5 separate regions of the Mus musculus genome follow, and all the other regions are linked to region 2. The links are chromatin contacts, called in public HiCAR-type and promoter capture Hi-C maps. All regions are on one chromosome and are shown on one strand. Each heading gives the region's core, a stretch centred on a gene start, on an enhancer-like site or on the middle of the called end of the contact. The rest is flanking DNA. Distances are from core to core; before and after follow the strand shown. Region 1 holds the start of Myb (myeloblastosis oncogene). Region 2 holds the start of Stx7 (syntaxin 7). Region 3 holds the start of E030030I06Rik (RIKEN cDNA E030030I06 gene). Region 4 holds the start of Hbs1l (Hbs1-like (S. cerevisiae)). Region 5 holds the start of Arhgap18 (Rho GTPase activating protein 18).

Region 1 (5,733 bases), core at 2,953-5,452, 3.0 Mb before region 2:
TTAAGGACAATGAGAAGAACAAGAGCCCATGTCCTTGCTATAAATACACACTCCAACTCTGGCATATAGCAAATAGCAAATCATTTAAATAGTTTCTGAACACAACAGACCAATCAAGTGTGTCTCAAGAGTACTGGTAGTCTGATAAAATAAAAAAACCAAGACAGAATACATTCCAAAGTATAGTTGTGATCACCTCTTAAAGACCATGGCACTAGGGGAAAAAAAAATCAGGAAGATTTTCAAGACCTGGTAAAGGAGACATCCCTCAAACTGTTTTGTGATTAACATAAATTGCAAATCATTCAAACGCCGCCCGCCCGTGTCTACTCTACCTAAGCTGTGCTTGTGTTTACAGTGCTGTCTCCTGAGTAACTAAGCACATGGCCAGGGCACTGGCTATTCAGACTCCTACTTACTCTTGTTTTCTCTGTCTCTGAGTGCATGGAGTCTAAAATACCTTACAATGTATCTAATTAAAAACCAAGGGGTTCCCCCAGATGAAATCTACAGGTTAAAAAAAAAAAGACTGTTTTCAAAACAGCCTTTTCTTTTACCGGGTTGAGTAACAGTGTGAATTTTGATGGCAGCTGAAGGAACTCCAAACTCATCAATCATATACAGAACAGAGTAATTCTGCAGTTTAGTTTTTGTTATCACTCTATAAGACTTAAAATGTGAAGAATTTTACACTTAACAACTCCACTTAACAAACTCACTGTTGTAAAACTGAAAAACCTATCGAACCAGCAAGATGATATAAGACAACATCATAATGAAAATTATTTTTAAAAGGCAAACTTACATTCATAATAGGATTTGTCTTTCCAGACGAACTCACTAAATGTATATTTCTAGCCCCCTAAAAGTTAAGCCAAAGTGTTTACCAAACATTGGGATTTTCATCATCTAAAATATTATTCTGAGCCTCAAACTGATGGCTCAGGCTTCATGGTGACAGGATGTGATCTAACGTTAAAATAACACCACCAAAAAGAAAAAAAAATCCCAGGAAACTTTATTCATGATCTGCAATATATTTTTCCACTTAGTGTAAATCCTTTCAACCAAAAGCAGTTTTATTTCCAACAGTAAACAGGAGGCGGCAAATAACTTCTGTGCAGTAATAATTACGATTTTCTCCTTAATATAAAACATGGTGTTGTGAAGGGAAAAAGAGTTATGAGGCCGGAACTGCAAACCAGCCTCTTTGGGTGACAATTCCCTTTTGTTAAGGAACTTGGAAAGCTCTCAGGATGAAACATCCCTTTGTGAAGTATCAGGGATACCAAGAAAGCCAACGGGACCTGAGAGTGGAGCCACCGATTTAACTCTCATTAGATTCGCCTGTTAGGCTTGTCCAGATCTGGAGGTGTCACTTTCAGCATTGTGGACATTTTCCAAGCAAATTTTCCTCTGGTCAAAACTTAATCTAAAAACAAGCATCACCCTCAGTCGCCCACAGGGGGCAGTCAATAGTCAGGTGAGGGAGAACTGGGATCACACAGGACCAGGGGGTCTAGGAGCAAAGTTCTAACAGCCCTAGTTGTCCACGCACCTAGTCGTTTGATTTGGACAAACCCCCCTCCCTCTCGTGGATCCCATCTTACACACTAGGGAGGGGATTCTATGTTTAAGGTACTTTCCAGAGGCATGCCTCTACTGTCTTCTGTGCCTCTTAAAAAGCAAGCCCTGGGCAGATGTGCAAAGCCAAAGTCTTGGGGTGAAATGTGGCGTGTGACTCTTGCAGATCTTGAAAGGCTGTGAGAGGGAGCTGGGCGAGTCCAGGATTCTGTCAGCTTTGACAAGGGGCTTGCCTCTGAGCTCTGCATGCCATTTCCTTGCTCTAAAATGACCTGGTCGCCTCGGTAGCATGATTAATTTCGACAAAGGACCCGAAATAACTTTTCCTTTATCTGCTCCGACAAGATCTCAGACCCAACAGTCAAAGGACTTTCAAAGGCTGATTTCAAGCTAGATGCTCTCGACTGCTCCACCTGCGAGAGCCGGTGTGGTTACAAGAGTACAACTATGAATGTTACATTCTATCAAGGAAACAAACCGTGCAAAGAAACGAAAAAGAACACTGGGGGGTTGGGAAGAGGGAGGGGGACCGGAGGAAGTGCCTGTGGCCGCTACGTGATTCTAGAAAAGGGGTTCAGAGTCATTTCGCTGACCTGGTTAATAATCCCTGCCGAGTTGACGCTAGCCCTGCAAGAAACGGCTCCGAGCCCGCAGCCGGGTTTCTCTTCCCCCTGAGTCAAGTTCAAGGCTCCCGCCCCTCCCTGCCGCCTCCGCTCCGGGCTACCTGCGAGCCCCAGGGAACCTGCGCGGCCACGCCCCGACTGAACCTTGGGGCGGCCAGCTTGGGCCGCACCTCCTGGGAGCACCCCTTCCTAACTCCCTCCTCCTGCTGCAGGTTTCAGCTTTCTGCAGAACAGGTGACCTGGGTGCGGGCGGTTTAGGTCCCAAAAGCGAAAGGCGAAACCTCTTAAAGGGTGGCACTTAGGCTGGCGCGGCAGGCCCGGGGCCAGGCACTGGGAGCCAAGATTCAAGGTCTCCCCAATTCACCCCCTTCTTGTTCCGATGCCCAGCGGTTGCCGCTCCCCGCCTGGCCCATCCCGAGGGTGCGCGGCAGGGCCCACGCCCACGCTCCTGCAACTTCCCAGAGCCCGCGCCCTGCATGGCCAGGTCCTGATGGCTCCCCCCCCCCCCCAAAAAAAAAGAAAGAAAGAAAGAAAGAAAGAAAGAAAGAAAGAAAGAAAGAAAGGAAAGAAAGAGAGAGAACAGATTGTTTAGCGAAAATCAAACCACGAGTGGAAAGGCGGGCGCGGATAGACTGTGTCTCCGCGGACTCCCCCCCCCCCCCCCGAATCTTCCTTAGGGTCGGTCGGTCGGTGGCTTTGCCAGAGGCGGGCCACCAAAAGCAGCTGGAGCAGAGTGCTGGGAGCAGCGGCGACCTCAGCTGCTTCCACGTGTGCGCGGCCCAGGAGAAGAGCGGCGACATCGCCCGGGGTGCACTGCAGCTGCCTTGGGTGCCGCCTGCCTCCAGCACTTTGCGCCGAGTGGCGACCGCCACCGAGCTAAGCCCCGCATCTGTTGCTCTCTGGGAGCCCCGGCGTGTCCTCGGGAAACCCCGAGTCGGGCCGGACTTGAGCGCCAGCAACTGACAGTTCCGAGAGGATCCCTCTTCCCGAAGGTGGGGCCAAAATGGAAAGAGAGTGCACGCATCATCTCGGCCGGTGCGGTGACATGTGCGACGCGGGCGCGTGCAGTGTTTGCAAAAGCTTCTTCCATAACAAGTACAAGAATCTTCAAACGGCTGGGTTTAAAACAATCTGCAAACCCATTTTGTCCCCCTAAAATCTTTGCAGCTGCCTGCCTGTCAGCTGACACCTCTCTCGCCTCCATAATGAATGAATGAAATTTAAATGAACTACCTGCAGCTACTAAACAACCCGGCCTTTCCCTATATCTGCCATATGCTCTTCAAGTGCAAACACACCTCAATGCATGCAGCAATTAGGCTGCGACTCCCTCGCCGACACTCGGGGCATCAAGCCAAACACCTGGTGGGCTCCTCGGGTCTGATGGAACCGTTCAGTCCTCGGCTGAAGAGTGCCGAGCCCCCCCCCCACCCCACCCCCCAAAGAGAAACGAATCCCCGAGCAACTTGCAAAAAGAAAAAGAAAAAAGAAAGAAAAAGGGAAATAAAATAAAAAAGAGCCTCAGGGCATGCTTCCCACTATACCCGTGCGCTTCTCGCAGAGTTTTCCATTCATCCTTCTCCCGAGTGTCTTCTGCCACTGGCTGACAGCCCCGCAAACCAACAGGGAAGGCATTCCCACCTGCTCCGGGATGCCTGGATCCCCGCGCGCCCTAGCCCGAGGCCGCCCTCTCAGCCTCCCCATTACCTGTGTCGGGGTCTCCGGGCCATGGCGAGGCGGGCCGGGGCTCCGCCAAGAGCCCCGGGGACCGCACCGGTTGCCGCCTCCCGCTGCCCTCCGCCTTGCCTGCGTCCTCCCCCGGCTGCGCAGCGGCGCTCCGCACCGCCGGGGCGAAGTTTCTCCGGAGAAAGGGGAGGAGAAGGAGGTCACCGAGGAGGAGGAGGAGAAGGAGGAGAAGGAGGAGGAGGAAACAGGTTGATATTAAAGTGTAACTCTGTAAACAGATGCCATCAAACAAAGAGGTTTGGACACTCCCCCTCCCGCCAAATCTGGCGCCCCTGCAGTGCGCACGCGCCCTGCCCGCCGCCTCCGCGGTCGCCCGAGCTGCAGCCCGCCTGGCCGCCGCTCCCATTCGCCTCTCGCGCCGCGGAGCTGCTCCTGGCGCGCAGCGCGGCCGGGACGGCGGGCGGGCGGGGAGCCCGGGCTGGGGAGGGGCGGCCGGGGCCGCGGTGGCGCCTTTTCCTGCGCAAACCCCGCTCCGTGGCCGGGTGGCGCCGGCTCACACCGGGTCCCGCTGTTACCGCTTTCGGGGCTACGCGGTCGCTCCTCTCCGTAGGCTCCGGGGCTCCCGAGCCCGAATCAGCAGCGCTTCCATTCAAGGGCACCTCGATGGGGTTGGGTGACACACTTCTGCCTTCAGGGTTTCAACTGCGCCCCGACTTCAACACACCCGGGAGCAGAGAGTGTGAGGGATGATCGGTTGAATAGAGTGAGCGTACTTCCCCAACCCCCAACGATTTTTGACTAGGTCCAGTTTTTCATGTTTTAATTTTAAAGGGACATCTTTAATTCACTGGTAAGCGACAAAGGATACTTAAATACAGTCAGCCCTGTGGCTACAGCCTTTGACAGATCGAGCCCCGGGCTCATTTTTCAATCTCCTCCCAGATCCTGCAGCCCACACACCACCGGCTTTTTGTCATAAGCCCTTCCTCCCTCACTTAGACACACGCCGGGCCCACCCACCCTAGGAGGTGCCTACCACGCACTTCTGCCTCTGCAGAGTGCGCTCGGGTCCTGGGTCCTGCGTCAAACACTTGCTGGACAAACCTACTGGATCCCAAACAAACAACCCCTAGCAGTTCTCAGGAACTTGTGCACTCCTGATTCATTTTTTTTTTAAACCAAACCCATACCACTGGTTCTCAACCTGTGGGTCCCGACCCACTTGGGATTGCTCGACTGTTATCTTGTACGTTTGATATATATCTGATCTCTACATTATGATTCATAAGTAGCAAGATTACAGTTATAAAATACTGATGAAAATAATTTTATGTTTGGGGCCACCACATGAGAAACTTGTATTAAAGGGTCGCAGCTGAGACCCTTTAAAGGAAGGCTGAGAACCATTGAGCTAAACAGTAAGGACCCTGTTGGGTGTAATTTGAAGAGTTTACCAGCCACAAGTCAGCGAAGGTATCCCTGTAACTTTAACTACAGGTTCCCAAAGGAGCGATGTGCAAAGTGCTGAATTTATAAGGATTGGTGATTGGGGGATTTCAGGGGACTTTCAGTGTTACTTCTGTTTATAAATCAGTACCCTTGGGGATTTTTCTTTTCATTCTCAATACACACCAATTTATTTTGCCTTTAATCTTTTAGGAGTTCAAGACTTGTGCTGACTGGGTGTGTGAGTGTCCCAAGTGCTTTAGGGGTTCAAACATAGCTCAGAAAGCTTTTTTTTTCTTACTAAAAAAGCATGTTCTTACTGAAATGAGTCATAATTTTATTAAATTGTTGAAGCAAGCTGAGTTTCAAGACTTTATCTGGTGTTTGAAACGAT
Region 2 (5,599 bases), core at 970-3,469:
CACATTAACCTCACCCCTTCTCCATCTTATTTGCCTTAGTGGGGCCCTTCAACCTCTCCAGCCCTGATGAAGTTTTTTATGGAGGCCTGCTATTGTTACATTATGGGTATAGTATTGTTACATTATGGGCACGGTATTGTTACATTATGGGCATGATATTGTTACATTATTGCCTTTCTTCTTTGTAGTATTTCCCTTTAATTTTCTTCTCCCAGACTTTCCTATGTGGCAGGGAGTAAGAGAACTTAGTACCTTTCCTCAATATCTTGTAGTAGCTCAACTCCCATCAGTCATTTAACGTGGGACAGAGGCTATTTGCTTTAAGAATCTCATTTGCATTTTTAGGGTCTTGACTTTTGAGTTCACGCAACATGCTTTATCCAAATAAAGTAAACATTTACACATTATAAATTATACACATGAAAATAAACATGCACACTTCTTCTTTGGCTGAGATGTTCCTTTCCATGTTGTCTTCCAGTGAAACTTTTATATAACTTTTAAAAATTTCGTTCCTGTTTTTACTTCAAAAACCACTACTGACACTACAGCGAGGCAGTCATCTTTTGGGTTACCGCTAGGCTCTGTATAAATCTCCATCTCAGCATGTGGTGTCATGTGGAGGGTACCACTGCCAGATAGGAAAACACCATATTCTACTCAATTTGAAATCTGTAGTGCAAGGCTTGATAGTTGCTTCAGAATAGACTCTCAGCAGATATTAGTTGTCTGGATCCGGTGGCAGGAAGGATTCAAGAGTCTGGACAGGACACTTAAGGCTTTGTTGTTCCTAATTACCTGTGTGACTTAGAAGTGTTTGGTGTTTCAGGTTCCTTAATCTGTATTATGAGGAAACAGAACCAGATTTTCTAAAAGGGACTCTGTAGCTTTAACAGCTAACATGACTTTCTATTAGAGGTTATTGCCTTGTCAAAGAATGATTTTTAAAAATAAAACAATTTTGAAAAAGGGAGAGATTTCAAAGAAAAACTTGAATTTCCTCTGTATCTTGGAAAACATACAATGTCACTATGATGGACTAATACTTCTAAAAGTTCACAGTGGAGATGATAGGTAGAACTCAGGGGTAGATCAACTACCTGAAATGTGAGGCCTTGGGTTTGATCCCTCATTCCTCAAAACAAAACCACAAACAACCCGGGACAATGATACAGGTCTGTACTCTGAACGATGAGGCAGGTTGCAAGTTCAAGGTCTACCTGGATTACAGAGTGAGTTCAAGGTTAATATCTGGGTAACCTGTGTAGACTTTGTTTCAAAAACAACAACAACAACAACAAAAACCACTGGAGATAGAGGACAGAGTGAAGGCCTCTCATGTCCAAGGACCTTGGTTCAATTTCCAGTGCTGGACAAAACAGCAAACCTCAACAGTTCACCATGGCCCGAGCTGAATCACATGACTTTAAATGAGTACATGTTCTTTGATCCACTGGGTGGATCCTACTGAGAAGACGCTGTGTTTGAGTCTGACCTAAGTCATCTACGTATGCTTGCAGGTGTAAAACCAACCAACATACAGTTTGCTCTGTGGTTCTGATTCACAATAGTATGGATTCCCCCTACCTCCACTTGAAGTCTATCGAACTTTTGGTATCATGTGTTTTCATGCTCTTTCCAGAAATAACACCATCTTAATTATAGGCAAATCCAAGGCAATCTATTCTAATTAATTTGGCAAAGTATTTCTTTCACATGAACAACTGATGTTTCTCATCCGAGAGGTCACATGCTTGAAGAGTTATTGTTGGAACAGTGTGTGCTCTTAAAGCCTGGGAAAACCACATCCTGTATTTCAAGGATGCGATACCAACTATGAGCCAGGAAAACATCTTTATCAAGTGGGCATTAGGAGATTATCTTTCATTTATCCTTCCGGGGCTTTAGCTAGGATTGCCTTGACATTTTTGCAGTGACATTTTAAAAATGGAGTTGTCAAGTCTACCACAGAGCTGAGGGTTAGGAAACAGAACCTTTAAAAGCTGAGAGTGCTCCCTCAGTCCAGGGAGTCTGGCGCCTCCGAATAAAGAACCCAGCTCTTCTCTATTGTATTGCTTCCTCTTCTGTTGCCCATAGACATCACTTTGTCACCCATCAGAGCTTGGCTCCCCAGCAATTTTGCCAGTCCCTCCAAGCTTCAGCTGTCACTGGCCAATGGGAGAGACGCAAGCCCCGCCTCCTCCTTCCTGGGGCTGTGCCCCGAGCATGCGCAGTGGGCGTGCTTGTGCCGCCGCCCATCAGCTGAGACCGGCTGCGCCAGGCAGTGGGCCCCCGGGTGACAGCGGCTGGAGGTGGCCGAGGAAGCCGGCGAGGTCAGGGTAAGAGGAGACTGCAGAGGCGGGGGAGAGGGGGGCGGGAGGGACACCTCAGAACTGCAGCTCGCTAGTGGTTGCTTTGGGGTGCGCAGAGCGGGGCTCCCCAGGGCGCAGGGCCGGCGCCTCCCTCTCGGGCTCCCACGCCCCGCTCCGGACTCCGGGACGCGACGTGCGAGCACCGGGGCGCGCGGCAATGGAGCCTTGGGGACCGGATACTACCGCCAGATCCTGGCAGGCTACGACCGTGTTCCCATTCTCTGTCAACTTCTCCTCCGAAGAACAGAAAGGGAAACGCGATGGGCCCTGGTCATCTGGCCACAGGTTCGTTCCGCGGCCCAGGGCCTTTGCTTGGCTGTTGGCCTTACTCACACAAGCTAACTTTCTTTGACCTACCTTGTGCTCGTTTCAATTGATTTATGCAAGACACATAACAAGGTAACAAGGTATTTCGAGAATTCGCATATGTGTTTTCTAGGTTAAATTCAGACCAAAAAAAAAAAAAAAGCTTGGACGAGGGTGGGAAGAGGAAGGAAGCTTTACAGTCAAATGCTAATTTTTCCTTATAGCTGTTAAAATTTTGCTTGCATTTTATATGCATATATCAATTTTTGATTGCGTCAGATCTCGTATTTTGTCAGGAATTATTATTTACAAGTTTTCCACAATCAGGAAAATAAAAGGAATTAACTGTGAAACACTGGTTTGGTCCTGTTGGAGGTAGGCATTTCTTTTAGGTGTACTCTGAGCCGCAGTGAACAGAGATTGATAACACTGTTAAATTGTGCCTTGTGGTGCCGATGGGTCTTCGGCTTTGCAAGCTGCTTTCGAAGTTGGCCCCCAGGCTTGTGACTAGTTAAGAACGAGGCTGTAGTTTCCCAGTGTCTGGGGAAGTTAATAGAACACAGTATTAACTCACTGACCTCTGGGTTCTTTTCCTTCAGCTAGCTCACTTCTTATGCTGCTCCTGATTAACAGTCGTTTCTAATTCTGATTATTATCCCAAGTTCATCCATACGCTGCTGGTGGAAAATTATGAATAATTATGTTGAGCTATATGCCACTAAATGGTGTGTGCACAAGGCCCTGGTTCAGTCCCCAGTACTGCAGGGAAATATTACCTCTATGTCTACTAGTACTGCTAGATAAAACTCCCACAGTTAAGTCTGTGTGGATTTTTCTCTGGTTCAGTGTAACTTGAAATATTAATGTGTGAAACTGTGGAGGAAAAAAAATCTTGGTTAATTAAGCTGAAACCAAACAGTGTAGCGTTTGGATTGATGAAGGAGCTGGGCAAAGATGCACTTGTGGACCGAATACTCATATGGAAGATTGAGCACCCTCATGATTGATTGTCTCCTATGATTCCTCTCCTGTTTGTTTTAGGAATTGAAAACAAAGAGTGTGAATGCTCCCATCTTCTAAGTATGATGCATCGCTTGAAGTAGAAGTTACATTGATAGAGACTTCTCATTTCAGACCTGGCATCTTTAGTGTGTGATAACACCTTACTGAGACAAAGAGCTAGTCCTCAAAGGGGCTGGGTGTGTATCATGGAAAGGGCCATCTACAGATAGAAAGGGACACTGAGAAAAGCCCAGGTAGCAATAAGCCTGAAACAGTATTTTAGAAATGTTTATATTTACTCTTAGGCTGGGCATGTGTTCATAGGAAATCGGTACACTTGTTCATTCAGACTTACAACATTTATTCAGGATCTACTTTGTAGCCAAGTACTTAGAGAATAGACTAAGTCCAAGATTTACACTCCCCCACACACCACACATACACACACACACAAACACACACATACACACAGCACACACACACACCATACACACACTCCACACGTACACACCACACCCCACACACACATATACACCACACACGCAATACACTGCACACACATACCACACACACTCACACACCATACACACACATCATACACACCACACACACACACACACACACACACACACACACACACACACACAAAAATTAAAACCTGGGGAACAAAGGAGGAAACTCATATTTTATGCTGGGCTTCATGATTAAGAAAGTGAAACTGACCATTTGATTTGAGCAGGCTAAATTTTAAGCCAGTGTCTGCTCAGAGGAAGTCTTCAAGATTCTACAGTATGTCCATTAGTAACTACAGGGTAGTGTTTTACATTCAAGACTCTGTATCAAAATCCCCTTTGTTCATTTTTAAATTGCCCTTTCCACACAGTCTTGAGACAGCGCTCACTATAGGTGTTACTGTTTGACTCTCCCGTCTCCTCTTTCACCTTAGTGTTTATCTTCATAAAAAGATAATTACTGAGCTGTTGAGTTGAACCCTGCCCAGTAGTACTTTCTGTGGGGGATGAAGGGAATATGTGAGCTGTCCCAGCTGCTGGCCACTGGCCACATACAGTTTCTTAGCACTTGAAAGGTGGCCGAGGTGGCCTTCTTCTACCTTAGTTCATTTTGATAGTTGTGTGCAGGCAGTGCAGGTGCACATGAGGAGTGATGTAATTATTTTGAGCAAAGACACTAGGACACAAATGCTTTGAGTATTGCAGCTCAAGCTAGGCAATGCAGATGGTTATAGAGTACAAACATTTTATAAGCATAGAGTTAATTAGCTCACATGTAAAAACAGACTTCAGAGCCATTTGTCAATAACTGTCTATAAACATAAGTGTTTATTTCTTTCCAACAAAGGTAACCACTGTCCTGGTTGTTCTGTGTTTTATCTGAAGAGCCAACTCTTATCTTTTAAACGTCATCATAGCCTAACAGGACAGAAAGGGAGAGTGCCACTCAGAAGTGTTACCTCCATCCAGGCTTGTTTCCTTGATGTGAAGAAATTACCCCTGGGCCTGCAGCAAGGTAGCAAGTTTGGTTGTGTAGTTGCCCAGGTCCACCTGTGCTAAGTTGTTCTACAGAAGCAATGGGGTTTAGTCTAGTGTTTGTGACAATGTGAGCTTCCAGATTTACTTTCAGAGTTTAAATCCTCTGTTCATCTCAGCAATGCCTCCATTTCTTTGTGAAAAACTACAGTAGCAGTTATGCCTCCTGCAGAGCCTTTCGACATTGAGGGACACAGCCATAAAAGTCACCACATACAGGAAATTCCTTTCTCAAATTCCTGTTCACCACTCGAGACAGAACCGGGGTGGTCATCTCCATACCCCTTCTCTAGGTAGGTAAGCTACACATAGATGAAAAGGGGAAGCTCTTAGAATGGGTGAAGCCCACATGTCTCACCAACAGCCGCATCC
Region 3 (5,545 bases), core at 357-2,856, 2.0 Mb before region 2:
TGACTCAAAGCCAGCAAGCAACTTTCAGGATCACAGACCTCTCTGAAGTGCAAGACACAGACAGACAGACAGACAGACACACAGATGGTAATCCACTTTTAGTAAAACCTGACTTTCTAGAAGACTCATTCTCCCTCGTCTCATTATCTTTTGCTGTTGCACCCCATGTACCCTTGCCACCCAACTAAAGCATAGGCACAATGGGGGCCTTTATTTACATTGGCTTTTTACTTATTTATGTAGTAATTAAAATTAAAATGTAGTAAAAAAAAGTAAAAATGTACTTATAAGTCTAACTATATTGGAGCCGGGCGTGGTGGCGCACGCCTTTAATCCCAGCACTTGGTAGGCAGAGGCAGGCGGATTTCTGAATTCTAGGCCAGCCTGGTCTACAGAGTAAGTTCCAGGACAGCCAGGGATACACAGAGAAACCCTGTCTCGAAAAACAACAACAAACAAACAAACAAACAAAAAACCAAAAAAAAAAAAAAAAACCCCAAAAAACCAAAAGACAAACAAACAGAAAAAAAAAAAAAACCAAAAAACAAAACTAACACCCAGCCCAGGAAGATTCTGTAGACTGAGTCCTAGAGGGCTTGGGGTTGTCTGGTTTTGTCCCTAAAAGACACCCAAAGCCCCCAGACCCCTTGGGGCACGCAGAGCGGTGTGGGAGGGGGAGGGGAGCCACCGCAGGTCTCTTTTTCTGCCTGTCTAGCAGGGTCACCGGTTTTATCTGAGGAAACTCAACTCTTAACTTTAGTTGGGCAACCAGCCGCCCCTTGCCCAGCACATTCCCGGACCCCATAGCCAGGGCTCCAGGCTCACCTGACCACGTAGGGTTGCTCTAAGGTCTCCAGGTGCCTCAGCACCGCCACCTCACGGACGGTGGAGAGCCGCAAGTCCTCCTCACTGGTCTGTACTCGCTGGCGCTTCGGAATCAGGAAGCGGCCGCCATTCTTCAGGTCGGGGGCCTTCGCCGATCTCTGCCAAGCACTCGTACTCTGATCGGCGCCACCCAGGCTGTCCTTCTCCTTGCTGGCTGCAGGCTGTCGGTGCGGCACAGAGGAACCGGGGTGCGTACTCTCTGACTTACACGCCTCGGGGGCCCCCGGGCTAGACGGACCGACCTTCTCGCCCGCGGGCGCAAGCCGGGCGCAGCCGCGAAACTCCGCCCAGCTGAGTCTCCGCGCCCTGCCGCCGCCGCCGGAGATCCCTCCTCTTCCCCCTCCGCAGCGATTACGTAGTCTGCCCACAATCTCTGCACCTAGGAGGAGGAGACCGGAGGACAAGGAGAAAGTGTGATCAGACTGCCCGGGAGACTTCCATCGGGTTCCACCAGCTCCCCTCATTCTCCCCTCTACTCGCCCTGGCTGCCTAATCCGGCCAGGTTTCTCGGAGAAAAACCAAGTTACTTTTCTTCCCCAGCACGGCTCGTGCTGTCTTTGAAAGGAAGAGGTTGCTGGGGCCCCTTGGGGATGAGCGCCGAGCGGGACGCAGCGGGACAAGAGGGGGCGTGCGGAGCAGCCCAGAGTGTGCCCGGAGTGCGGGGGAGGGGGGCGCCGGGCGCATCAGTGTCACGGCTCAATATTTATACCTATATCGTTGTTCTCAGCTGCCCTCCCTGACTCGTCGCGCGGAGTACGGGGCGACCTGGGGGAGTTCGGAACTGGCGTGAAAGCACCGGGGGTTCACCCATGTGGGGTCGCAGAGCGGGGTTGGGGCTCCTAGGACCCTGTAACCCAATGCTGCGAGTATGCGAGTAGGGGTGGTCAGACATCTGCTCGGAGATTGCTTCCTTTCTACTTTCAGTTTTTCTACAGGGAGACATTTGAAAGAGACTCGCTCTCACAAACGGTCTTTGGGGTATGGCAAGCTTAGCGGGAGACGAAATTCTGCCTCCGAATCGCCGAGGACCTCCCTTGTGGAAACTCAGGGAGGACAGACCATCTGGTAGGGGAGGGCTGGGGCTACTAGAGGTGGGAGAGCAAGGGGCCCTGGAAGGGGAGAAGTGTCCTGCTCCCTTTCCCGCGCGCGCGCGTGCACACACACACACACACACACACACACACAAAGATCGCAAGGGTATGGGAAAGGCAGGTCCGTCACACTTTTGCTTGTCCTGTCCTGAAAAGTAACTTCGGGACTTTGCTAGCTAACCGGGACTGGTCCTTAAGTTTTCAACCCGTGCAAAAGCAACCGCCCTTACGACGGTGGGGGTGGGGGCAGTAAACGTAGGTCTCCCGGGTGTGAGAAGGGTTAGGTCTCCCTTGTATCGCGACTTCAGAACCCCCGCCCGGTATCCTTGGCGGCTGAATGTTGGTAGCCAAGACAGTCGCTCTGTTCTCCAAAGGCTGGAGGCTAGGTCCCAGGCGCGGTCGGGCGTCCCATCCCCGTTCTGTTGTTTAGGGAAGACCGAGTGAGCCTTCCCGTCCCACCGCGGCCTTAGTCTGGTCTGGACCTTGTTCCACTACAGCCGCGTATCCGGAAAGGTCCCCATGCGTTTACCTGCCCCGCACCCCTCCTCCCCCGCTCGCTCTTCCGCCTGGAATTAAAGAACACATGGCGCGACCCCCACTGGGTGCGAGCATAGCACCACCTGGACAAGGCAGGGACACCCCAGGCTCCTTTGAAAGCTTTCCTAAAAAGCTGCATAAAGGACCCTCCAGGCCTCTCCCGGGGGTCGAGGGCCACATAGGTAGCGGGAGCAATGGCCTTGGCGCCCCTGTCCAGCCCAGGCTCCCGGAGGGGGCAGCACACGCACACCCAGACCGGAGCGGCGGTCCCTAGCCCCCTCTCCTCCTCCACTTTTGTTGTTGTTGTTGTTGCTTTACCACGCTGGCTAAATGTGACTTGACCCCATTTCAAAAAAGTTTGACATAGTGCTTCAACCTTTCTGCACTCCTCCGCGACTACAAAGGCTGCAGCCGCCTCCTTCTGCTTTCTGTCTCAGCTCTCTGTCTTAGCACTGAATGAAATCCTTCACGAGCTTCTCCGGAAGCCTTGCCAAAGGGTCCCCACCAGCTCAGCGAGGGGAGGCCTGGGGACCGCGACCCGCTCGTGTGCGCAAAGGCAGATGCGCCCGCACAGATAACGCCCACGTCCACAGGACGAATGCGCCGCGGAGCCCCGTGCTGCTCCTGCCCAGGGTGTGCATTTGAACTGCAAGGCTTTAAATAAGGAAAGTAAACTTGGGGCGTGAAGCAAGAGTGCACGCGTGCGGCTTCAATTCCGGTGGGCTGTGTGCACTACACTCCTTGCTTAACGCGCCTGACGGGTAGCCAGCAGGAAGCCTGGGCGAACATTTTACTCCTTCGTTGGGAAGATGGGGCCCATACCCACACCCCTCGGGAGGCTACAGAGGGAACTTGCACAGGGGAAATAAACGTGGGGGCGCGGAAACACATTCTCCAGCACGGAATCCCACCCAGACGGTGCACGTTCAATTTTAAATGTGACTGTCCAAGTAGAGTCAGTTTGAGGAAGCTGGACAAAAAGTGAACGTATGGGTATTTTACGCACGAAATCTGTTCAAGCTGGCATAGGACCCTGGTGTGGGGTGTCCGCGCTGTGGGAGGTTCCTCTCAAGACCTCTAGCTCCCCCCAGCTGGCCCCCATAACCTACCCAGTCTCAATGTTAACCCAAGGGGATTCCAAGGGGCCACACAGCCCCCTACACCCCGTTACTCTCTCCCACTCCGATCCTCGCCGAGGACCCCCGCGTCTCAGCCTACCCACGCGAGTCCGTGGCCCCTTACCTGCGGAGCAGGGGCGCCGGCCTCCTGCGAAGCTGGAGTGTCTGTCTGCCCCCGCGCGTGTTCGCCCCGCGGAGCAGGTAACTGACTACAGCGGCCCGGGCAAGCGGCGCTCTGCGGGCAGGGGATGGGCACAGCGGCGGAGGGCGGAAGGCGCCGCCCGCGGGGAAGCCAGGGAGGCTCGGGTGCCGCGGGGCGTGGATCTGCGAGCCTCCGGGCTGGAGAACGACCTGGAGGCGAGTGGGCAAATTACAGCCTTCCAAAGCGAGCGAGGCGGGGCCAGGCCCTGGCTGTGCTCCCCCAATGGTCGGCTCAGAACTGGGGGCCCAGAGGGTGGGGGAGAGTTTAATGAAAATTTCTGGTTCTCACTGCAACCACTCTAGTTGGGGAATCTCACGACTGAAAATAAGTGGCGTGAAAGGGATCCAGTGGGATGTGGCATCGGGGGGCTGCAGGGTTTCAACACCTAAGGTCCCCCAGAGTTGGGGTGTTGACAGGGTGAGGGGGTGTCGTGGGTATCAATCTGATGAGGACAGATAAAAATAAAATAAAGCAACAATACTTATGCGGGTTCCGTGGGGTGGTAGATAACATTTTCCTACACGCAAAAACCGGACCTTATTGAGGAGTGGGGTGCGGGGGAAGATGGTTGACAGGATGCCCTGCAGAAAAGAAAATATCAATCTGTCCAAGCGCTTTTCACTTTCAGCCTGAGCTACATTTGTTTTGTTTTCTCTCACTTCCTTTCTGCCTCACAAAGCCCAATCTTTACCTTTTTGGACAGAGGTTTTGGAATAGCCAAGCACACTTGTGGTTAAAGATCTATTTGAAGGGGCTGGCGGGGTCACAATTATTAAGTGGTTAGAAACAGTTGAGGGTTCACCAAGGTATTTCTGGAAAGCTAAAAAGATTCAATTTCAGTATTAAAAACGACTGCAAAATAACAGACACGTGCACACACAAAGAAGAGTGCTTAATTTAAGTGCTTTCCTGGGGACTTTGAAAGTTGAACTTTGGTAAGAATGTCTCTTTTACCTGAGAAAAAATGGATGCAGCTACTTTAGGTGAGAATGAGAATTTTGGTGAAGGGGAGGAAAGGTCTTCAAGTCTTTATACAAGGAGTAAAAGAAAATAGCTGTCTTGAAAATAATTCGATGTTTCCCCAAATCTATATCTGTAGATCTCAAAACTTTTAAACATCTTAAAGTAAGAGAGAGAAAAAAGTACAGGAGGGGCAATTTCTGTACTCTGTAGAAAAATCAACAAAATTCTGTTTAAATTTGAAATATTGCTTGTAAGAATTTTTTTATATTAGACCATGTTACTAATTTCACCATAGTTTTTTTTCCTTTTTAAAATTAATTCTGTTGCAATATGAAGCAAGGTTAAAGGAATAAAAAATGCTATAGAAAACTGTAAACCATTTTTTTACTACAGATGCATTGTAGTAATTTTTTTGACCATCAGTTAAACTTTTATTGGCTCTAAACAAACAAGATTTTGCAAATCTTCATACCCCACAGGCTCAATATAGAAAGGTTACTGTAAAAATCACAGCTGCAGTAAACGGATGCTCACTTCCCTGCTTAAAAGATTTCACTTTTCAAGAAAGAGCTGGTAGGGAGTGGCTATTGTGTGTACTTATCAGGAAAAATACAGTAAAGGCCCCACTGCTCAGTCCAAGATACCTAAAGTGAGCAAAATGAAAAGGCTGTAACTGGATGTCAGTTGACAGATTATCCACTAAATGATCTATTAGCTAATATCTTCGGTACTGCTGTTATACGGGCACT
Region 4 (5,744 bases), core at 1,082-3,581, 2.9 Mb before region 2:
TGGAGGGATGCTGCTTACTGGATTGCTTCCCCTGGCTTGCTCAGCTTGCTTTCTTATAGAACCCAGGACCACCAGCCCAGGGATGGCACCACCCACAGTGGGCTAGACTCTCACCTGCTTAATACTTAACACTGCCTTACAGCTGGATCTCATGGACATATTTCTTCAACTGAGACTCCTTTCTCTCTAGATTGTGTCAAGTAGATACAAAACCAGCCAGTACAGTGTGTTAAAAGACTCTGACCAAAAAAAACCCACAAAAACAAAAACCAAAACCAAAAAAACAACTATGGGAGGAAAGGGTTTATTTGGCTTACACTTCCAAGGTTGTTTGTTTGTTGGTTTTTGTTTTTGTTTTGTTTTGTTTTAAGATTTATTTATTTAATGTATATGGGTACACTGTCACTGTCTTCAGACACACCAGAAGAGGGCATAAGATCCCATTAGAGATGGTAGTGAGCCACCATGTGGTTGCTGGGAATTGAACTCAGGACCTCCGGAAGAACAGTCAGTGCTCTTAACTCATCAGTCGTCTCACCAGCCCCACACTTTCAAGTTACAATCCATCACTGAGGGACATCAAGGTAGAAACTGAAGCAGAGACTGAAGCAGGAACTACAGGTGCAACTGCTTACAGGCCCGCTCTTCTGCTCATGCTTGGCTTGCTTTCTCTTACAGCCCAGGCCCCACTACTAAGGAGGTTGCCCTGTAGAGCAGACTGGAAACTCTTTGCATCAATCAATCAAGACATTGCCTCACAGGACAATTCTGATGAGGCAATTTCCAGGTGACTCTGAGTTATGTCACCTTGCCAGGGAAACTAACAAGTGTAAATAATATACCATTTTCAGGAATCAATACAGAACAGACTGGTCCACACACCCAAGTTATGTGTCATGTCTGAGGCAGGATTGTTTTCTTATTCACCCTACTAGTTATGTGGTCGGTTTATAACTCATTTACTTCAATAGCCGCATCAGTGACTTGTAATTAACAGCATTCACGTTTACAGTGGGATAGAAGCTGACCCTGGTTTTTAAGTTTTATGTACGTGACGTTGAGACAGGGTCTCAACAGTGCTGGTTGGCCTGGAACTCCCTGTGTAGCCAAGGATGACCTTGAATTCCTGGTCCTCCTGTCCCTGTCTACAGAGTACCAAGATTAAAGGAATTGAGCCACCAGGTCCAGCACATTTAGTACTCTTTAGCACTTAATGTCCTGTGCTAAGTCCTCTTACATGGGCAAATATTATTTATGAATTTGATAATGTATAAGATAATATCTTCACTTACAAAGAAATAGGCTGCAATGTGGAAATTATTTAAAGGTATAAAATAAAACACTTAAAAATCATAAAATTAGCATCTACTTTTTTTTTTTTTTGTCTATAAAGTTTTGCCTTGGAGCCATATGAAACATTGTGAGTTAAGAACACCATTGGGTAGTCAGTCAGAACTCAAATCTGAGCCCTTTACAAATATGGATTTAATTTGTGTTATCCTCATTGTTGTGGATTAGAAAAGCTGAGTAAGGTGGTGTTAGACATTCGCCTTTGATTCCAGGTCTTGGCATTGAAAGCACAAGCTACAATAAAATGGTTTGTTCAGTGTGATAATAAGGTTGATGTTTTTTACACAGCATTATTAGCCTTATGTTGTATGAAACAAGGATGTTTAATAACAGGTTATAGATTTATGTGTTATTATTACATCATAAGCACCCAAGGCTAGTTCTGTGTCTGAAAAGCTGTACTAAACACCCTTAGCAAGTTCACATATTTATGTATTCAATCAATGTCTAAGGCTTCCTTCTTAATTAATTCGTGCTAATGAAATATTTTACAAAGCTAAGGTCAGACAGTTGTTTACCAGAGCTGTTAATGAATTTAATATGGAGCCCATACCTGAAGCCATGAGTTACATGCGAAGCATATTGACCCAGTGTGGCTACATTTCAAAGCTAAAATTACTCATTCAAAAAGTTCCCTCTACAGCTTGGACTAATTATTATGCCAAATTTACACGTTTATTGATTGCCTATAGTGTTTACTAAGGCTTAAAAGCTGAAACAAAGTCCTTGTTTTTACTGAGCGAAATAGGCAGCTTTTCAGATGATCAAAAACCAAAGTTGGGAAATAATCCTGAAAACCGGTGTAGGTGAAGGATCCCGCTCAACAACCCTCTGGTTGCTTCATTTCTGGCCTTGAAGTCCACGTCAGTCAATTCGCTTGTGGGCGGGACCTCGCCCCCCCCCCCCCCCCGCCAGTTCGCGAGCGCGCACGCGTTCCCGGGAGGCCCGCAGTGACCCCGAGAGCTTGCCGTCGCCAAGTGCGCAGGTATGACGTCGCGCATGCGCGGACGCTCGGCGCAGAGGCCTGGCGGAAGACAAGATGGCGCGGCAGAGGTGTTCCGCCCGCGGTCTGCGCCTCGTCGGTTTCTGAGCCGAGTTTTTCTGGAAGGGACGGCGGCAGGCGCCGTCTGTGCGCGATGGCCCGGCATCGGAACGTCCGGGGATATAACTACGATGAAGGTGGGTGGTAAGGCCGCGCCGGCCGTGACCTTAGCTCTTCCAGCTGTCTCCATGGCCGCTTTACATCTCCCTGGAATCGAGCATGGACCCCGGAGCCACGCTCGCAATGGGATCTTCGGCGGAGAGGGAGCGGGCGGAGAGCGAGCAGGACCTGAGAGGAACACCCGGGGAGGAAGCCGGCGTGTTGTCTGCCTCCTAGCTGAGCTAGTTCACCGACCGGGCAGGGGTGTAGCATCTCCAGGGCCCATAGGTGTGGCGAGGTCGGGATCCGATGCTGTTCGTATCCAAGCGTCACCTCTTCTTTCCCTGTTTCCTGCGGGGATCCCGCAATGAGTTCCTGACGTCTGTCTCATAAGCCCTCCTTCAGACAAGCCCACGAGGCCGTAGTTAGAAAAGAGGCTGGCTTAGCGCTTACCTGCGGCCGGCCTACTACAAACGTCAGATTTATTTCGTTGTCCCCGTGTCCCTGCGTTTTTGACTGCTCCATTTTTTTCCAACGGATTTCAAAACTGGGGACGTGAGAAACAGAAAAGATTCTTGTTTAAAAGGGCTCAAGAAATTGGGTCGATTTGCTGATGTTCAGGTGTATAAATTCAGTTATTGGCAAACAGTGCTTAATGTAGATTGATTTTAAAAAGGAAATGGAAAAATAACACCAGCGGGGAGGTCATGAAAAAGGGACTCGCAGTTTGTTGGCATTGAGTGGATGATAATAAGCATCATTTAGCATCACAGAAGCTAAAAATAAACACAAATGTAAAGTGATGCAAGAATCCTAAAGACCTGCTGCTTTTTAAAATGGAGAAGATGCAATGTTTACGCAGGCGGTTGTTATTAACACCCCCTTTGGGGGGATTGTGAGCTTCAGTGTCCTCAACAGGTTTGACCAACCAACAACCTGGGCTGCATCTGGAGACTTTGACCCAGTCTGCCTGGAATATCTTACTTGGCAGGCATTCACTGTAAGAATACATAGTGTCTGTATAAAAGGCCTGGTGGACCACTACCACTAAGAAATGACTTTAGTCTGGAAGAGATTGTGTAGCTGTGAAATAAGGGACATTTATTACCAATATATTTCCTCAGCCAGTGATAATTGACTATTTAAGGGTACTGCTTAACACATGAGGACTGTTTACAGTAACAGCTGGTTAAAGCATGAGAGATTCCACAGTGTGATGACAGTAATATAGAAACGATGCAAAAGAGAGGGTCTAAATTAGAAGGGAAGGGCTGGGATTTCTGTGTAGCCTCTGAGTGCCGAATACCTTCTTACCTTGGCTACCTGAGGTCAGGTTTGATTCCTTTGTAACAATCAGTGACATCATAAGCAAGCGTAGCCTGTCTTGGGATGTTCCTCCCTTCCTGTTCATAAAAGTTCATTTTCCATTTTCTTCTTCCCAGTTAGGCTTCCTTTTGGGCTTTCAGTAATTAAAACTTCACAAAAGTATTCTAATTTCATTAGAGTTAGTCTGTGGACAAAAAACCTGTTGGCTCCTCTGTGTAACACCTGCGTTACTTTACCGTTTAATTCCAAGTACTTTTCAGGACTGCCTCTATCTATAGGTTTTTGTTTTGAGACAGTTTCATGTAGCCCCTGTTGGACTTGTCATCGCGGTATAGCCAAGGGTGATGAACATAATCTTTCTGCCTCTGATTCTGTCTCCCAAGTACCAGATGATGGGCTGGCAGGCCTGGTTTATACAGTGCTGTTGGAACCTAGGACTGTGCATAAAGGGAGAGCAGCCGAGCTATGTTTGCAGACTCTCTCCCATAGTTTAACAGCCTTTAATTGTATGTCTGCTTCAGGCGTGGTGGGATACCTTACGTGTAGTAAATCCCTCCAATGTTTTGTTGAAGAAGTGAAGCACTTTAGGAAGACCACGGGAAGAGTTCTCTTCATATTTGTATATTGTCATGCTTGAGGTTCACCGAACTAGCAAAAGTGATTTATAATATCTAAAGATGTATGTTTTGGGGTTATGAGTGAAATTTAAATTTGGGATTACATTCTGATTTAATTTAATCTTACATGTTTTTATCCAGTTAAAGCAGTCACACAAATTTTCTTTGCCACAGCCCTTGGTCTTGGCCTTTAAGCATGTTGTTCCTGCTGCCTGCATGCCCTAGAAAACTGGCTACCTCTGTCCGTTAGAGTTGGTTTGGATGTTCTCTTCCTGGGGAAGTTCTCATTTTGCTCATGTGTGTTCCCATATGCTCCGTATTTCATGATGCCTAATCTTCGTGGAGTCTGTGATCACCCTTTTCTGGTTTGTGAGATTTTTGGCATTAAGAGAACTGGGAGTGTGTGCTCTTCTCTTAAGTACTGAAGTGTCTCCATAGTAGCCTCTGCTATAAATTTATATATGTTCCTTGCAGTTTTAAAGTCCTTTGATTTGTTAACCTATAAACACATTAAGTTAGTGGTCCGTGTATGCCAGGGACTTAAAAACGTTTGCCAGGAAGGAGCTGTGATTTCTCGTGCTTTGAAACACATCTTGTACTTGGAAGAAAAGAAATGAGAGGCAGCTGTTGGAAGGTAAAGGTGGTGGGGAAGACTTCTGGGAGCTTGCTTACCTAGAGAAAGAACAACCTTAGGAAAAGCTCAACAAAACATATTCTTTGAGGCCAGTTAGCAGTCACCAAAGTTAGCCATCCTCGATCCCCACAAACAATGTCTGTATGGTTGCTTGTATACCCTGTGCTTACCACTTCTGTAAAGATGTGTGGTTAGATGGAAGGAGGAATGTGAGAAAATTAAATAGAGCCCAATTAACTTAAAAGCAAAAGACATATGTATGTTTTTAAAGTATAGATTGTCAATAACATAGATTGTTAATGAATAACTTTTTTGTGGGAAAAGTTCTTAGAATTTGTAGAAAAGTAGACATTTCAACCCCCTTGAAAATTGATATGTTAACTTGCTTTGTAGCTAGTCCAGGTGTTTCCTCACGGATATAAAAGGCTGATTGTCTTGTAAAGTCCTGTGTTTGTCTTGTAGATTTTGAAGATGATGATCTGTATGGGCAGTCTGTGGAGGATGACTACTGTATCTCACCATCAACAGGTACGTTGTTCAGCAAGGGATTTCTGTGACTTAGCTGTCTAAACATTCAAGTAAGCATGATTGTCATCCTGGACCAGAATGTTCATGAGACTATAATATGTAATGTTGAAAAAGATGCTTATGTGTGTGTATGTCTTTATACACACAT
Region 5 (5,267 bases), core at 1,461-3,960, 2.6 Mb after region 2:
GGAGAGAAATATAGAGCAGGGTCTTTTATATATGTGTGTATACTGTCGATCTCTTCAGACACACCAGGAGAGGGCATCAGGTCCCATTACAGATGGTTGTGAGCCACCATGTGGTAGCTGGGAATTGAACTCAGGGCCTCTGGAAAGAGCAGTCAGTGCTCTTAACCGCTAAGCCATCTCTCCAGTCTGGGCAGTGTCTTTTAAAAGGAGCATTGTGTGTGAGTTCACAGTGACATAACAGAAAAGACATTTTTGAAAAGAAGTACATATTTGAAAGGGCCAGGATGATAGCTCAGCAGTCCTGAGCACCGATGGCTCTTCCAGAGGACATTAGTTTGACTTATAGCACGAACACGGTGGCAGCTGTATGTGACTCCTGTTCCAGGCAGTATTATGCCTGCAGACGATTTGATATGAATGCAGGCAACCCTGCAGGGCGTTTTCTTAATCAGCGGTTGATGGGGGAGGACCCAGCCCATTGTGGGCAGTGCCATCCCTAAGCTGTGGCCCTGGGTTCTATAATAGATCAGATGGAGCGAGCCAGGAAGTAGTAACTCTCCCCAGCCTCTGCATTAGCTCCTGTCTCAAGGTTCTTGCCCAGTTTAAGTTCCCGCCTCAGTTTCCCTGATGTGGATATGTAATCCAAGTGAACCCTTTTCTCACCTTGTTGCTTTTGATCTTGATGTTTCACAAGTAAGACAGTGGATATATTATGTAGTTGTTGTCTATTTTTGTTTGTTTTGAGACAGGGTCTCTGTGTGGCCCAGACTGGTCTTGAACTTGGATGCACCTGCCTTTGCCTCCCAGTGCTGGGATTAAAGGTATGTATCACCATACCCAGCTGACAATGGGTATTTTAAATATGAATGACGTTATCTCTCAGTCTTAAATAATGAAAAATATAAACCAGATATGTGTAGAATGGCAAAATCAGAAGCATCGAGGAGTTTTATCTCGGTTAACCAAGAGTGACCACAAAGGTAAGCAAGAATTTCAGTTAGTGACTGGGGATTCAGACCCTTTGGTTGCTTCCTTGCCTGGGTTCAGTCTCCCCACCCACTCCCATACAGACTGACAGTCACAGTTGCAATTGGCAGGACTACTGGCATATACTTGTCCAGAGAATCCCCAAATTTAATGTTCTCAACTGGGTAGCAAGTTCAAGGCTAAAGTCAGGGCTAGAAAGATGGCTCAGTAGTTAAAAGCATATGCTATTTTTCCAGATGACCTGAATTTGGTTCCTAGCACTATGATGGGCAGCTTTCAACTTCTTTATAACTCCATCTCTGAGGAATCAGACAGTCTCCCCTAGCCTCTGGGGCACCAGAACATTTGTAGCAAACACTTGGAGGGACACACAAACATGCAAATCAGTAACCAGCCCAACAACAACAGCAGCAGCAGCAGCAGCAGCAGCAGCAGCAAGGTATGGTTCTAAGAATAGCACTTGGGGACAGAAATAGGAAAATCTATGGTTTGAGACCAGCCTGGTCTACACAGAAAGTTCCAGGCCAGCCAGGGCTATTTCATCTAAATGTGTGTTGTGTGTGTGTCTCTGTGTGTGTGTGTGTGTAAAATAATAAAATATATATCAAGCAAAATGTTTCAATTGAGATTGTCACATATATCAAAGAGCAAGAATTTTTGTTTTTAATTTTTAGGACTAGGAAACCCAGAAAATGATTTTTTAAAACTGATGTTTGAACTTGCTTTTTTCAGTTGACTAAACAAGGCGGTATCTAGGTGGGCATCTCCTGGCACTTACTATCTTATTTTGGTCAAGATATTTCACCTGTCCACTGGCTATACTCTTTCTAATAATATTCTCTCTCTCTCTCTCTCTCTCTCTCTCTCTCTCTCTCTCTCTCTGTGTGTGTGTGTGTGTGTGTGTGTGTGTGTGTGTGTGTGTGTATCTGTGTCTGGCACAAGCTGGAGTATTCTTGGGCATACCCCCAACCCCACCACTGGAAAGTAATAGGTTCTCAGCAAATGTTGGAACTTCTTATTTTGACTATTAACTTTTTTTTTTTTTTTTTGGTTTTTCGAGACAGGGTTTCTCTGTATAGCCCTGGCTGTCCTAAAACTCTGTAGACCAGGCTGGCCTCGAACTCAAAAATCTGCCTGCCTCTGCTGGGATTAAAGGCCTGCGCTACCAAGCCCAGCTGACTGTTAACTTTTAACAGGCATTAGGTAGACAGTTTAAAGTTTATTTTTCCCAAATAGTGTTTGATTAAAAAAAAAAAAAAAAAAAAAAAAAAAAAAAAAAAAAAAAAAAGGTGTGCTTGATATTGCAGGGCACACAATAACACAGTATATTTTGTAGCGGAAAGCAAAGCCTTTCTGGTGGGCCAGATGGCATTGTGACCTTTGATTGGGCTTCTTGGTTTGGCTGTGGTGAATGTCGAATGCCTGAAGGGGTTAAGGAATGCCTTCCTTGAGTGATGCGAAGCAGCAGAAATAATCAGGTAGTAGTAACACATGGGGAAGGGAAAAGACTCTGTCCTAACCACGGTTTCCTCAGGCCCCCTTAACAACTGCTGCTGCTGCAGCGGCGGCTGCTGCAGCCTGGGATTGCCGGGTTTAAACAAAGCTGTGAGTCACACACAGCCTGTAACTGCAGGGCCAGGAAGCTCTGCGGGAGAGGCCACGCCTCTCTCCCTGTGAATCGCTGGCCCGGACAGGGGAGGGGCTGGCCCTTGCTAATGAGCAAGTTGGTCAGGCGAGACAGGAACTTCATTCCCCTCTGTGTCAGAATCCCAGAAATTATGCCCCTTCTCTCACCATGAACTGGCTATCGAGTTCCTCGGGAGTTGTGCTAACTGCTTACCACCCCAGCGGCAAGGACCAGGTCGCTGGGGACAGCCATGTAAAGGGAGGCGACGAAGCCACCTCCAGGTAAGGAGGAAAAACAAAAACCCTCTACCTGCCCAAGGAACAAAGTGACAGGGAAGTTGTCAAGAGCGGAGAGAATCACCTCTGTACTTGAAGCCTGACCTGACGCTGCAACATAGGCGGTTGGCTAGTTCTTTGCATCTCATTTACTCGAGTGCAAGAGCCCTTCTGGTTACCAGTGGAGGATGGGGGGAGTCGGGGGCGGGGGTGTGTGGGAGGTGACTCTGTGGCGCTCCGACCAGTTGCTTAGCAGGTGCATGTGCAAATACTGACTGATCAAATGACTGTATCGGAAACACTCTCTGGGAGATGGAATTCTTGAATGGGCTCAAAACGCCGCTGGAACTGTTAGCTGGGAAAGTCTGCCAAATAGCAGGGAGGCTGGTCACTCTTCTTGCTGTTTTGAGAGTGGCACCCTCCTCCTCTCTCTGAAAGCAGACCGCTTGGGCAAAATGCCCAAGTCAGTGGCCTGTGGCTGTGCTGTTCGCATTCTTCAGTGTGTGTAGATTACTCGCACAGCCAAACACACCCCTCCCTGCACTCTTGGGATTTCAAAGGGGAGTTTTTGTCAGCAGGCAGTAAGTACTCTGTTGGTAGAAGGAGCGTGGTTAATGTAAAATCACTTTATAGGCAGATAGGGCAAACGTTCTATAGACCATTGAGTCGCAGAGTCCTCTCTGCCTCTCTGTGTACTTTGTTCTGTTTTTCAAGGTTGGTTTTTCCCCTGCCTCTTCCTTTCTCGCCTTAATGACCTTCTCCCTAGCTGAAACCAGTAATCTCCAGTCTTAGATAGAAATTGCAAACATTGGCCTGGAAGATTGAAAAAAAAAAGTTATCAGTAAGTCCAATTCCATCTTGATATTAAAGGTGATAATGAACACTTTATTGTTCCTGGGTACTTCACGCCTGTGCCTTCCAAAGAAAAGAATGCCTTCTTTCATTGGTTTCCCAAATCCTTAACCGCGTGGGGCGTGTGAAAAATCAAAGGAAAGGTTAGACCTTGCCTGGGGAACTTTGCTTCTTACTTGTTGCCCTCTGTATGGAGGCCATTGGATAAACTCATTTCCAAAGTTCAAAGGGAGTGGTTGCTTTGGGGCTACACATGTAACCATTTTGTTTCCTTTGAGATTTATCAAGCGTTTCCATGCATGCTTCTGCAGGACAGTAAAATATTCATCTTTTAGCAGCAAGCAGCCAGCAACAGCAAACCAACAGTAAGCAGCCCTAGCTTGTCTTCCTTCTGACAGTTAAAATAGCCCAAACTGTGAGCTCCCAAGTTCTTCATTTGTCACTGGCTTCAGGCTGGGTGGGCTTGAGGACTGAGCTGAGTCTTGGGTCTCCGTTGTGAGAGTGAATTAAAAGCGCTGGGACTTTGGGTCCCAACCTTCATCCCACTGTTCAGACTCAAACTCCAGAAATCCCGCTCAGGTGTAGCAAAGTCTCTTAGGGGAAGCTTGTGCATGAAACTGTAGCCATTCTTTCCCATCCATCTTTGCAAGTTTGTAGTTTGTTGTGGGAGGTTTAGACTTGAGCAGGTGGAACAAATGTGTGTATTGTGTTGTTTCCAGCTATTGCAGAAGCAGAGCCAAGGTGGGCAGAGAAAACAGGGTGAGCAGTAGGCCTTGGATATGTGTCAGGACACATCTCTAGATGGGCTGTAAAAGACCTTTCAGCTAGCCGCCAAAATGCTCACCAACCATTTTCTGGGACTGCCTTTTCATGAGGGATAGGTAGTGATGCTGGGGTGTGGGGAGAAGGTCAAAGACTGGTTTGAGGCAGGAGGGGAGGGGGAAGCAGTCTTCATTAATTTTTACCCTGAAGCTTAGTAACATATCAGCTAGCACAGTGTAACTTTGGGAGGTTCCTTGTTTAGCCTGGAAGAGGTTAAGATACTGGAGTTGGCATGAAGTAAGGCTTCCTGGAGTGAGGGGGGATTTGAGCAGTGGAACAGATAGGGCTAGTAGTGACCTCCTAAGGATGGCCATAATGGATGGGGCTATGTGTGGATTGGCTGGCTGGTAGTTTAAGCATTACGAAGTTGCTCCAAGATTTCAGTGATTGTTGATGCCTATTTTGTAAACAAAACTGAAGTGAAACTCATATAAAGAGGCTAATTAGATCCTGCATGTCCTCATATCTATTTAAAAGTAGCGGGAGGTAGCTCAAAATTCTGACCTTGTTTATCAAAGAATTTCATTTATTCTAAATTATATGTGTATATAATATATAACATGTATATACATATATATGTTATGTGCATATACTCATATTTTATATATAACAGCAAAATATAAAGGGTTATATTTATGATTTCAGATGTTTATAGAAAATGTTTTGATTTTTAACTTTCTCTTGCCAAATCATCCTTTCAGGAT

Evidence for each region. Promoter capture Hi-C pulls out the DNA fragments that hold promoters and counts their contacts. HiCAR-type assays count read pairs that join an accessible place to other places.
Region 1: a promoter capture Hi-C map of liver shows a contact between it and region 2, with 2.7 times the contacts expected there. The contact joins the promoter of Myb here to the promoter of Stx7 in region 2. A contact is called at or near these places in 2 of 39 promoter capture datasets (hippocampal neurons and liver).
Region 3: a promoter capture Hi-C map of embryonic stem cells shows a contact between it and region 2, with 20 times the contacts expected there. The contact joins the promoter of E030030I06Rik here to the promoter of Stx7 in region 2. A contact is called at or near these places in 2 of 39 promoter capture datasets (embryonic stem cells and hippocampal neurons) and 1 of 115 datasets of contacts at active chromatin or transcription factors (astrocytes).
Region 4: a contact with region 2 is called in a HiCAR-type map of astrocytes, with 7 times the contacts expected there. The contact joins the promoter of Hbs1l here to the promoter of Stx7 in region 2. A contact is called at or near these places in 1 of 39 promoter capture datasets (hippocampal neurons) and 1 of 115 datasets of contacts at active chromatin or transcription factors (astrocytes).
Region 5: a promoter capture Hi-C map of pre-B cells shows a contact between it and region 2, with 2.7 times the contacts expected there. The contact joins the promoter of Arhgap18 here to the promoter of Stx7 in region 2. A contact is called at or near these places in 2 of 39 promoter capture datasets (liver and pre-B cells) and 1 of 484 Hi-C or Micro-C datasets (pre-B cells).

Annotation. Positions count from the first base shown.
Region 1 is chr10:21,156,782-21,162,514 of GRCm38.p6, forward strand. It overlaps Myb (myeloblastosis oncogene), which reads right to left and starts at 4,203. Exons shown (of 16, transcript NM_001198914.1): 1 at 3,915-4,203. The coding sequence starts at 3,937.
Region 2 is chr10:24,147,070-24,152,668 of GRCm38.p6, forward strand. It overlaps Stx7 (syntaxin 7), which reads left to right and starts at 2,220. Exons shown (of 10, transcript NM_001358563.1): 1 at 2,220-2,339.
Region 3 is chr10:22,147,664-22,153,208 of GRCm38.p6, forward strand. E030030I06Rik (RIKEN cDNA E030030I06 gene) reads right to left here and starts at 1,607. Exons shown (of 2, transcript NM_001254745.1): 1 at 826-1,607. The coding sequence starts at 1,349. It also overlaps the pseudogene Gm4895.
Region 4 is chr10:21,293,648-21,299,391 of GRCm38.p6, forward strand. It overlaps Hbs1l (Hbs1-like (S. cerevisiae)), which reads left to right and starts at 2,332. Exons shown (of 18, transcript NM_019702.2): 1 at 2,332-2,529; 2 at 5,531-5,596. The coding sequence starts at 2,487.
Region 5 is chr10:26,769,802-26,775,068 of GRCm38.p6, forward strand. Arhgap18 (Rho GTPase activating protein 18) reads left to right here and starts at 2,711. Exons shown (of 15, transcript NM_176837.2): 1 at 2,711-2,895. The coding sequence starts at 2,783.